2 separate regions of the Mus musculus genome follow, and region 2 is linked to region 1. Evidence: chromatin contacts called from public promoter capture Hi-C data. All regions are on one chromosome and are shown on one strand. Each heading gives the region's core, a stretch centred on a gene start, on an enhancer-like site or on the middle of the called end of the contact. The rest is flanking DNA. Distances are from core to core; before and after follow the strand shown.

What was found. Promoter capture Hi-C pulls out the DNA fragments that hold promoters and counts their contacts.
Region 2: a promoter capture Hi-C map of liver shows a contact between it and region 1. The contact joins the promoter of Ctrb1 here to the enhancer-like site in region 1. A contact is called at or near these places in 11 of 39 promoter capture datasets (the 3T3-L1 cell line, the C10 cell line, the HPC-7 cell line and 7 more), 5 of 484 Hi-C or Micro-C datasets (bone marrow-derived macrophages, cortical neurons, embryonic fibroblasts and 1 more), 5 of 115 datasets of contacts at active chromatin or transcription factors (embryonic stem cells, epiblast stem cells and trophoblast stem cells) and 5 of 9 other capture datasets (adipose tissue, embryonic stem cells, liver and 2 more).

Annotation. Positions count from the first base shown.
Region 1 is chr8:111,787,106-111,792,378 of GRCm38.p6, reverse strand. All of the region lies in intron 5 of Cfdp1 (craniofacial development protein 1), which reads left to right. Among named protein-coding and RNA genes, the nearest start is that of Gm39252, 35 kb to the right of the region's middle. Within about 2 kb of position 2,553, at least 21 of the 459 cell types and tissues checked have an H3K27ac peak or open chromatin away from gene starts, as enhancers often do. A contact at or near this core is called in embryonic stem cells, epiblast stem cells, liver and 1 more, where this site is marked.
Region 2 is chr8:111,688,641-111,693,913 of GRCm38.p6, reverse strand. It overlaps Ctrb1 (chymotrypsinogen B1), which reads left to right and starts at 2,904. Exons shown (of 7, transcript NM_025583.2): 1 at 2,904-2,973; 2 at 4,314-4,417; 3 at 4,510-4,589; 4 at 4,695-4,773; 5 at 5,189-5,273. The coding sequence starts at 2,922. Mir7076 (microRNA 7076) reads left to right here and starts at 4,240; the gene lies at 4,240-4,313.

The sequences.
Region 1 (5,273 bases), core at 1,304-3,803:
GAAGTTCAAATCCCAGCAACCACATGGTGGCTTACAACCATCCGTAATGAGATCTGACTCCCTCTTCTGGAGTATCTGAGGATAGCTACAGTGTACTTACATGTAATAAATAAATCTTTAAAAAAAAAATGTGTACAAATGCACAAACATATACATAAAAATAAATATTTGAAAAGTTTCAAATTTGTGTGTGTGGATTTTAGAGTGCAGTTTTTGAGGACACACGGAGACACCTGGAGTAGTGTACTGAGCGTTGTGATGCAACCAGTTCTCAGCCACCTCAGATGTGTTGACCTTGGTCCTTCTGCTGCCTCTAGCACATTTCTTCTTGCCCTTCTAATGAGACTGCTGCTGCTTCTCCACAGCCTGCCTTCCTTGTCTCTTCCATCCCTGACTTGCTCAGCTGCACTTCCTGTGCTCAGTTTTTTAAGAAAGCGACTGCTTGTTTGCATATTTGCCTCTATGACTGAGTTAAAGGAGAAGAACTCTGTCCAGGGTTTGGCTCAGCTACGGCATCCCATAGATAAGGGTTTATCAGTGTTGTATCTCTGGGTTAATTGTCATCCTTCAATGTAGTTATTATTACTCTCATTTTACTATTTGGTTACTAGAGATTCAAAAAAGTTAACTTATCCAGAGTACAAATAAATGTATAGTAATTACGGGATAGAGTAAACAATTCTCTTCCTTAGCTTCGAAGCCATAGTAACAAGTGTTTTAAGTATAGATCCAAGGTAGTACTGATAACACCTAGAACTACACAAATAGTCCTCAGGTATTGTGCCATCCTATCCATGCTCACCATGAGAACTTTTGTGGTGATGACATTGCATTCTAAAATTTGATTATGATAATATATTAAAAACCATTGTGTGTAGGCCTGTGTACCAGAGACTTTCCACGGAGATCTCTGTCCAGGCCTGGTGCGAGAGTTCGGCAAAGTGGGGCGAGTGTGAGCAGGAAGTCGTTTTCACTGCCATGCCATCCCAGTTACCCCATGCCACCCTGCACTGAGTCAGGTTGGGTTGGGCTGGGCCAACAAGAGGCAAACTAGCAGGTGAGGAGTGTGGTGGCAGTGGTTCAGGAGAGCAGAGCTCTCCCCAAGTGTGACAGCTCTTAGGACAGGAGCTCTCAGACGATAGAGTCGTTCTTGCACACCTTTAATCTGGGTATGATTCTTCTTTTTTTTTTTTTTTTTTTTGATATGATTCTTTTTCTGTTGTTTTTTTTTTTTTTTTTTTTTTTTTTTGAAACAGGGTTTCTCTGTGTAGCCCTAGCTGTCTGGAACTCACTCTGTAGACCAAGCTGGCCTCCAACTCAGAAATCCTCCTGCCTCTGCCTCCCAAGAGCTGGGATTAAAGGCAGCACTGTCTCAGACCCCTCCCCACTCCCACTCCACCCCACCCAAAAAAAGCATTGTACTGACCACGGTGGTGCACTCCTTTAATCCCAGTACTTGGAAGGCAGACAGATCTCTGAGTTCGAGGACAACTGGGGCTACGTAGGTACACCACATCTTGAACCTCTCTCCCATCTACTCTCCCAAAAAAATCACATTGAATTGTATGCCCTAAGTGGGTGGACTCTAAAGTATTCTCTGAGAATAAGAATGGCTGGAGGCTGGGGAGATGGCTCAGTGGTTAAGAGCACTGACTGTTCTTCCAGAGGTCCTGCGTTCAAATCCCAGCAACCACATGGTGGCTCACAACCACCTGTAGTGGGATCTGATGCATCTGAACTCTGCAACAGTGTACTCACATATATAAAATAAATACATCTTAAAAAAAACAAAACAAAAGGAATTGGCTGGTCATCAGATTTCCTGCCATGGCTTCATAGCATAAGGATAGTAGTTTATATTTGGATGCTTGCCATCATTTTTATTCCCGGGAGAACTTTGTTCAGAGTTATCGAAGCTACGTTTGGGTTGGGTTCTGGTTTTCATGAGTGCCCATGTTTAGCTGTGTCATTCAGATCACTGTGTCAGTGGCCATGCTCAGGCTTTTTCCTGTCTGGACTGTGAGAACATCCATCGATGGCGCTCGCCCAGGTGATCCTCGCGGAGTTACTACCCAGCCTCATGGTGCCAGGGAAAGCAGGTAGCACAGAACCACTGGCCCCCAGGAAAGGGAAGCAGCCATAGTCACCTTCTAGGTGCACTGAAGCTTTGTAGTGAGAAGCCATGAGAGCCCCACTCACTAAGGGGGTATGATGCCACGTTCCCAGAGCAGGTGACAGGTTCATGGGGACAACTGGAAAACTGAATGCTCTGTTCTCCTTTTTGCTTTTTTGTTTGTTTGCAAGACAGGGTTTCTCTGTGTAGCCCTGGCTGTCCTGGAGCTTGCTCTGTAGACCAGACTGGCCTTGAACTCAGAGATCCACAAGGCATGTGCTGCCACTGCAGGGCTAATCACACTTGAATTTTTATAGCAGCCTCTTAGTTGACTTAGTTGTCTGGTGGGTCTGCTAGCTTTGTTTCAAGACCTGCCAGCCAGTGACAGCCTGTGATTGTCAACACCTTTGGAGATGACCATGAATACTAAAGCAGATGCCCTGAGGTGTCTAGATGCAAATGGAACCATCATTCAGGGCATAGGATTTGTAACAGAGCCTCAGAGAACCATCTAATTTGTATAAGAGAAAGCTGCTTTAACATCTAATGATTGGTCAGAGGCTGTGTTTAATCATTTTCTCTTGCTTTAAAGATGGGAATTTGGGGGAGGGGGTCACTGATGCAATGAGTAAACTATCTTCCATTCATTAAAGAAGCAATGTTGTGGTTTACAGATGGCCTGACTGTAGCTATCATCTATGAAAACCGTTCCTGCATCCGACAAAGGGGAAGGGAGAGAAAAAGGGCAGTGAGGGAGAGGAAGAGTTTTCTCCGCCAGAACCAAATTCCATGAGATTATTTCTTTGTTTCAAATCCTTTGCATTTCCTTAGCTGAGTGCCTTGGAATCCCAACTACCTTCCTGGAGTCACTTGCATAATAGATCTTTGCTTCTCGGGGATCCCTTAAATTCAGGATTAGCAGGGATGGCATGACAAAGCAAAAGCTGTTGATGGAACTTTTGGCTTTCTGAGGAGACCTGGGAGCTGCCCTGGGAGGTAGAAGGATAGGTTGAGGTGAACTACATTACAGTTTTCAACTAGGTTTTAGCAGGATTGTGGCTTCTCAAATATATTCACTACTCTAGTAGCAATGAGTAAGCAAGGCATGTTGTAGGTGCTGGCAAAAGGGATTTCAGAGTTGGGCCCCCATAGGAGGAGGGCCAGGCACTTCCTCGTCTAATAAAAGGACTGTGTGGTAGTAGTTCACACCTTAAATCCAAGCCCTCTGGATGCAGAACCGGGTGATTTCTGTGAGCTCAAGAGCAACCTGGCCTACAGAGCAAGTTCCAGGACAGTCAAGGCTACACAGAGAAGCCCTGTCTCCAAAAAAAAAAGAAAGAAAGAAAAGAAAAGGAAGGAAGGAAGAAAAAGAAAGGAAGGAAGGAAGGAAGGAAGGAAGGAAGGAAGGAAGAAAAAAAGAGAGAGGGGGAGGGTAAGGGGGGGTTGGGGGAGTCTAGCAAAGATTTGGGGAAATGTCTGCAAAGTGTATTTGAGTTAGGTCATATGTGTTTCATGCAGTGCCATGCGGTTAGTGTGCCTCCTGTTCCTAATAAGGGGCAGGCTGGCCTGTTTTAAATGAGGTGTCTGTGGTATGGAACTGAAGGGATTGTTTCCGCACTGAGGGAGACCACCTCGTGTCCTGACATTTAAACATGACCTCAGCCTTAGAGATGCCTATGAATTTTAAATTTATCTTATGTTGACATCTAGGTTTTTCATGTTTTTTTCTGAGGATACTACAGTTTAGGCTGCCTCAAGCTGGCTGCCTTTATAGATGGGTAAAGCTGCTCCTCGCTCACCTCAGCATCCTAAGCCCTGAACTGTGGGCGCACACCACTAAGCCTCTCTTTTAAAATATTGGCCAGGGGTTGGTTGTTCAGTGTTCTGTTTGCTTTGAGACAGGTCTCATGTATCCCATGCTGAGCTCAGACTCTGTAGCTGAAGATAACCTTGAACTTCTGGTCTTTCTGCATCCACTTCCCGAGTGCTAAGATTATAGGCATGAGCCGGCCAGCATGCTTGGCTTACTTGATACTGGAAGTTAAACCCAGGGCTTTCTGCATTCTAGGCAAGTGCTGTATCAGTTGAGCTGTATCTTCAGCCTCCTCGGGGTTAGTTTGTTGTAAGGAGACAGAGTTGGGGGAGGAAGGGATGCTGAAAGTTGTGGAAAAAGCAGAGCACCGGAGCTTAGGAAGTATGCCGAGTCCTCAGTAAGCAGACAGGCAAACAACCCACCATTGAGACACATAGGTCTTCTGTTGTACCTCTCACCCTGGCTAGTTTAGAGAGGTGGGTTCAGCCATGTGGTCCTAACAGGAATAATGATTGTGTGAGTCTATAGCTCTGTCCCTCAGACCAGCACATGCCTGACCTTCATGGGCTTGGCAGGGTCACAGCAGAAAGCTAGGCACTGTTCTCCTTGAGAGATCATTGCCTTTTAAACGCCAGAGTCTGGGCTGCCTGGGCTCCTTAGCTTTGTTGCTCGGATCGGCTGGCAGCCCATATGGAATCAGTATCTGGAAAATGAGCTGTGTCTCCCTCCACTGAGCTCCCAGGGCTGTGCAGAAAGCAAAATGTCATCATGGTCTTTCTTAGAAGCTGCCTTTAATAATTTGTTTAAAATTCCATCTCAGAAGTGAAACTGGTGTCTGTTGTGTTGGTCGGCAAGTCATTGTCCAGTTTAATGTGATAATACAAATGAGGGCAGCGGTGGTGTGCACCTCAGGGACAACCCCCCCCCCCCATGCATAATCCTCTTCCCATTAAACTGAATGTCTCCTCTGAAAGACCTCACTGCGTCTCTCCTTTCTTACTGCCAGGCAACAGCGGCATGCCTTTCCCTGTTACCAGGAGGCATCCGTACCCCTCCCCACCCCAATGACTCCAGGGAGGCAGCTGCTGGAGCAGAGTCTGGAATGGCAGTGGGATTACCTTTTCCTGGGAATGAGTAAAGCTGCATTGGAATGGGACTGGGCAGGGGAAACTTAGGAACTGTCCTAGATGTCTGAGAGTCAGAGGCTCTGCCTTCCCTCCAGCTTCACGTCATTCACCCCTCGCCTCTCATGCCAGAGCTTATTACCCTGGAGGTCGTCAGTGTGTTTATCCTAATAGGACCCGTTACTATTCATTGTACCACTCCTGCATTTAGACATGGCTGGGC
Region 2 (5,273 bases), core at 1,655-4,154, 99 kb after region 1:
AAAGGAGAAGAAAATCCCATTTACAGTACAAGACATGAGACATGTCCCAGCTCCCTTGTGTAACCCTTGTGACCCACAACTTTATCTTATCAGATTGCAACCTGTCCAAGGTACCCTATAATCTTACTACTTATCAAAAAGGAGAAGCTAGAGATTAAAGAGAGACTCCACAGCAGCCCTTTGGGATGTAGCCTAGAGCCTCTTTTCCTGTCTAGAGCCAGACGACCCTTGTCCTCGAGTCTGGCGTGAGTGGCTCTCACAGAAGCCAGACAAGCCAATAATTTGGAACTGCCTTTTTCTTCTGCTCTGGAAAAATCCCCTAGGCACGCAAAGTCCAAATGGGGCCACCTGCTTGGAAAGGCTGGCGAGAGAAGTATAGCATTTGCTAGGTTTCCTTAAGTCACTCTGGCCTGGAACTGAAGCATGGATTCCTCACATCAAAGTGGCTAAGGGTCACAGCCCTGGGCAGCTGCACAGACACTGCTACAGTGGGGCTGGGGGTGGGGGTGGGGCCTTAGCAGCAGCTGGGCTGCTGGCTCAGGGTCTGTAGGACCCTCCCAGAATGACTAGACTGTTGCTCTAGCTGCTGGAGATCTGAATGTCCCGGAGGAACATCTGCTCACACTGAACCTGTGAGTTGAAGACTAAAACAAATTCAAATGAAGCTTTGCAGGCCCAGAGACACGTGTCCCATGACTCAGATTCAACTCTGCTACTGTCTTGCAGACTTGATGACCAGAGGGCCTCAGTGCCTTAGATGAAGTCTCCTCTACAGTTCCTGCCTGCTTTCTTTCTTTCCTTTCAACATTGCTTTTTTATTTTTACACATGATCTCCAATCCAGGCTAGCTACAAACTTGCTATGTAGTCTAGGTTAGCCTCTGAATATTTTTGCTTTTCTTTGTGTGTGTGTGTCTGTGTGGCTGAGTGTGGCTGTGTCCAAGAATGTGCACTTACATGTGTACTCAGAGGGCAGAAGAGAGGGTGTCAGATCCCCTAGAGTTAGAGCTATAGGTGTTGCAAGCCACCGGACAAAAGTGCTGGGAATAAAACTCTGGTGCCAGACATGGTGGCACATGCCTTTAATCCCAGCACTTGGGAGGCAGAGGCAGGCAGATTTCTGAGTTCGAGGCCAGCCTGGTCTACAAAGTGAGTTCCAGGACAGCCAGGGCTATACAGAGAAACCCTGTCTCGAAAAAACAAACAAACAAACAAACAAACAAACAACAACAAAACAACAACAACAAAACTCTGGTCCTCTGGGAGAAGAGCAAGTGCTCCCTAACTACTGAGCCACCTCTCCAGTCTCTTGTATAGTAGTTGAAAAGCCATAGCTGAGACTGGGGATAGTCCGTAGGCTACCCTCAATCTGCAGGTTTCTATATAGTGCTGGGATATCATAGGCATGTGTCACTATAGCTACCTGGACTGGAAGGCCTGTGTAACACCCTCTCCAACAGTCCCGCCACCAAGATCCTTAGCTTGTCCCTCTTGTCTCTGCCTCACAGTCTCATTGAGTTAGTGTGCCCTCTTGTCTTGGGCTTCTCTGCCCACACAGGCAGAGGCACCATTTGCTGCTCTGGAGCCTCAGCCTGGAACGGTGCCTGTCCACAGGACAGAAGGGACTTGTGTGCATTCTGTTGAGAATGTGTTCAGCTGTATTTCCTGCTCGTGTGTTCCTCACACCAGCCACAGGTGCACCATGCCATGCATGTGTGCCAACCCCCATAAGTAAATGCAATTTTTAAAAAATGCGTGTTGGCATTTTACCTGCAGGTCTGTCTATGCCTCCCGTGCATGCAGTGCCCGAAGAGACAGAAAGAGGGAGTCAGATCCCCTTGAACTGGGGTTCCAAACTGTTGTGAGTGGCCATGTGGGTGCTTAGACTTAAACCTGGGTCCTCTGGAAGAGCAACCAGTGCTCTTAGTCTCTGATTCATTACTTGAGTGCAGTAAATAAACTAAAGCTTTATACAAAGACAAAAACTTTCTCCTCTTTTTCCTCCTCTTCTTCTTCCTCCTCCCATTTCTCCTCCTCCTCTTCCCATTTCTCCTCTTCCTCCTCCTCTTCTTTTGAGACAGGCTCTCATGTAGCCTAAGCTAGCCTAGAACTCACTATGTAGCTAAGAGTAGCCTTGAACTTCTGATTCTCCTGCTTCCACCTCTGGAATGCTTAGATTATAGTGTATACTAGTATATTTGGTGTGTGAGGTGGTGGGAGCTGGACCCAAGGCTTCATATGAGTTAGGCAGGCACTCCAATGACCACAGCAGCCTCACAGGGGTTACTGTCCTATTGCTATAGGCAACATTCTTGCTTCTCCTCTCCATACTTAGACTGTTTGGTTGGGACTGGAGACAGGGTGTGTGAGCCTTGGATAGTTCTGACTGGCCATGTAACCCTTTGTTTTAAATGAGTGAAACATTTAAAACATTAAAGCATTTGTGGTCATAGACCATCAACTCACTTGGGCCTCCAGCTACCATCTTCTTTGAATCTATCCTGGGACTGCCTTCTGTTAAGAGCTGGGAAGCCTTTCTGTGTCATCAGGATGGCCACTGAGTCTCCTAGCCCACCTCCCAGAAAGTCTGCATGAGCAGGGCTTGGCAGCCCGTGTGCTCCTGTGCCAGAAGGGCTCTTGCCCACAGAGCCCTGGGGATGCTGGCCACTACCAATGTTCATGGGCACTGTTAATCAGAGCAGCTGTCCTTTTCCCATGGGTTGGGCAATGCAGGCTAAGAGCCAACAAGACAGTGATAAGGAACTTGGTCCCCACTTCCACCCAAGGTCTCTGGATAACAGGGAGGGGGGCTCTTGGACCTTTCTGGTTGGATGGGGTCATGGGGGTTAGGCGGGGCTTGAGGACCCTAGGGGACATAAAAGAGCCTCAGAGTAGGCAAGCTTCATTCCCTTCACCAGCACCATGGCATTCCTTTGGCTTGTGTCCTGCTTTGCCCTTGTGGGCGCCACCTTTGGTAAGTGCTGGGACTCACCTGGCCTAGCCAGGCATCATCAGAGGGGAAGAGGGCAGAGAGGGTTTATCCTGAAATAGCTGATCCCCCACCCTTCCTGTTTGAACCTTATCTGAGGACCAGTACCCTGGAGCCCCAGGAAGGACTAGGACTTTCTGGGTTTATGCCCTACTTCAGGGGCAAAAAGACCTGCCTGGTCCAGCTGTGGTGTGTAGATCCAGATGTGGCTAAGGTAGGGGCGTTCTGGTGGCCCAGCAGGAGCCGGCTGGCAGATGCTAAGAGTTTTGTTTTATTTTTGATGTTTTTGTGTTTTATTGTTTGAGACAGGATCTCACTCTGTAGCCCAGGTTAGCCCAGAGTTTACTATGTAGCCCAGGCAGGTTCAGACTTCCGTTCCTAAGGTCTCCTAAGTGCATGGGTTAAAGACTTATGCCACCACATCCAGCTCACTATTTTGCTTTTCATTTATAAAAAGATGAAAAGCAAAAGGGGGGAGATTAGCTAGGCTACAGAGCTAACCTATAGTCCTAGCACTTGGAAGACAGATGTCCCTTACAGAAACAGGGTCTCTTTTAGTCCACCCTGATCCTCCTTGCCTCCATCTCCCATATGCTAGGATGCCAGGCATGTCTTCCCCACAGTCAATTTCAGAGGCACATACACACACACACACACACACACACCACCACCACCACCACCACCACCACCACCACCACCACCACCACCATTTATTTTTTATTGCTGTTGCCATCTTACCCTGTTGCTCAGCCTGGCAACTCCTGGGCTCGAGCAGTTCTCCAACTTCAGCTTTCAGAACAGCTGGGACTACAGGCATTTGCCGCTAACCCAGCCTCGGAAACTTTGTTAAGAATGATAACCCAGATTCAGCCGAACTTCTGTCTGCTCCCTCCCTGGGCCCGTTCTGAGTCATTTCAGGCTTACACAAATGCGCCCCATATTTATAAATCCATCAGCAGAGAGCCTCAAAATGACACAAATAGTGGTTGACTCTGTCATTTTTCCAAGGTGCTCTTTTCCCACTCAGAGTGTGGTAGATCCAGCCACATCGCCATGGAGAGCCAGCTCGCTCACTTAAATACACTCCGCTATGAGAATGCATCACTCTTGTTTCTCATGGTTGGACTCAGTGGTCCAACTTGTTTTCTGTTCCTTCTCCTGTGACATGCCTGGCTGGGGGTAGCTGTGCCTCTCTTCATCCCTCGGGGAATAACTGGGGTCAGGAGGGTCTGTGTGTGGGGGGACCCAATGTTTCCAGGGGAGGTGGTATGGTCTCAGCGGGGTCCGGGTTGGCTGTGACAACATGACTACCACTGTCTCCCCAGGCTGTGGGGTCCCTGCCATCCAACCCGTGCTGACCGGTCTGTCCAGGATCGTCAACGGAGAGGATGCTATCCCTGGCTCCTGGCCCTGGCAGGTGTCCCTGCAGGTGAGAGGAGGATCTGGGAACACGAGGGCCTGTACTGGGGTGCTGCCAAGGTGGGAGGCACTGACATTACTTTTCATCCCCCCCCCCCCCAGGACAGAACTGGCTTCCATTTCTGCGGGGGCTCCCTCATCAGCGAAAACTGGGTGGTCACTGCTGCCCACTGCGGGGTCAAGTGAGTCCCAGGCTACGTTGGGGTTCTGCTTCCAGCCTTGTTTGGGTATGGGGAAGGGATCAGACCCCATTCTTCGTCTTCACCCCTATGTGTCTCAATGCCTAGGACAACCGATGTGGTGGTAGCTGGAGAGTTTGATCAGGGCTCCGATGAAGAGAATGTCCAGGTCCTGAAAATCGCTCAGGTACACAGACTGATGGATGCGTCAGGGGCTCAGTTCACAAGATGGGCGAGCACGCCCGGGAAGAAGCCCTTGGCTCCTTAAAGGACAGGAACACAGTGGAGCTGGGGCCGGTCTTAGAATTCTCTTTCTTATTTTTGTTATTTTGGTTTTTGGTTTTTGGTTTTCCAAGACAGGGTTTCTCTGTACAGCCTTGGCTATCCTGGAACTCACTCTGTAGACTAGGTTAGCCTTGAACTCAGAAATCTGCCCGCCTCTGCCTCCCGAGTGCAGGATTAAAGGCGTGCGCCACCACGGGCTCTTCTCGATCTCTTCTGATGGGGCCAAAAGGGAAGAAGCTTGTCCCCTGGAACCCAGCAGAGCCCAGGTGTCCCCTCCCCGCGCCCCCAACGCTTAGTTGAGCTTCTTGTCCCCACAGGTTTTTAAGAACCCCAAGTTCAACTCCTTCACCGTGCGTAATGACATCACCCTGCTGAAGCTGGCCACTCCTGCCCAGTTCTCTG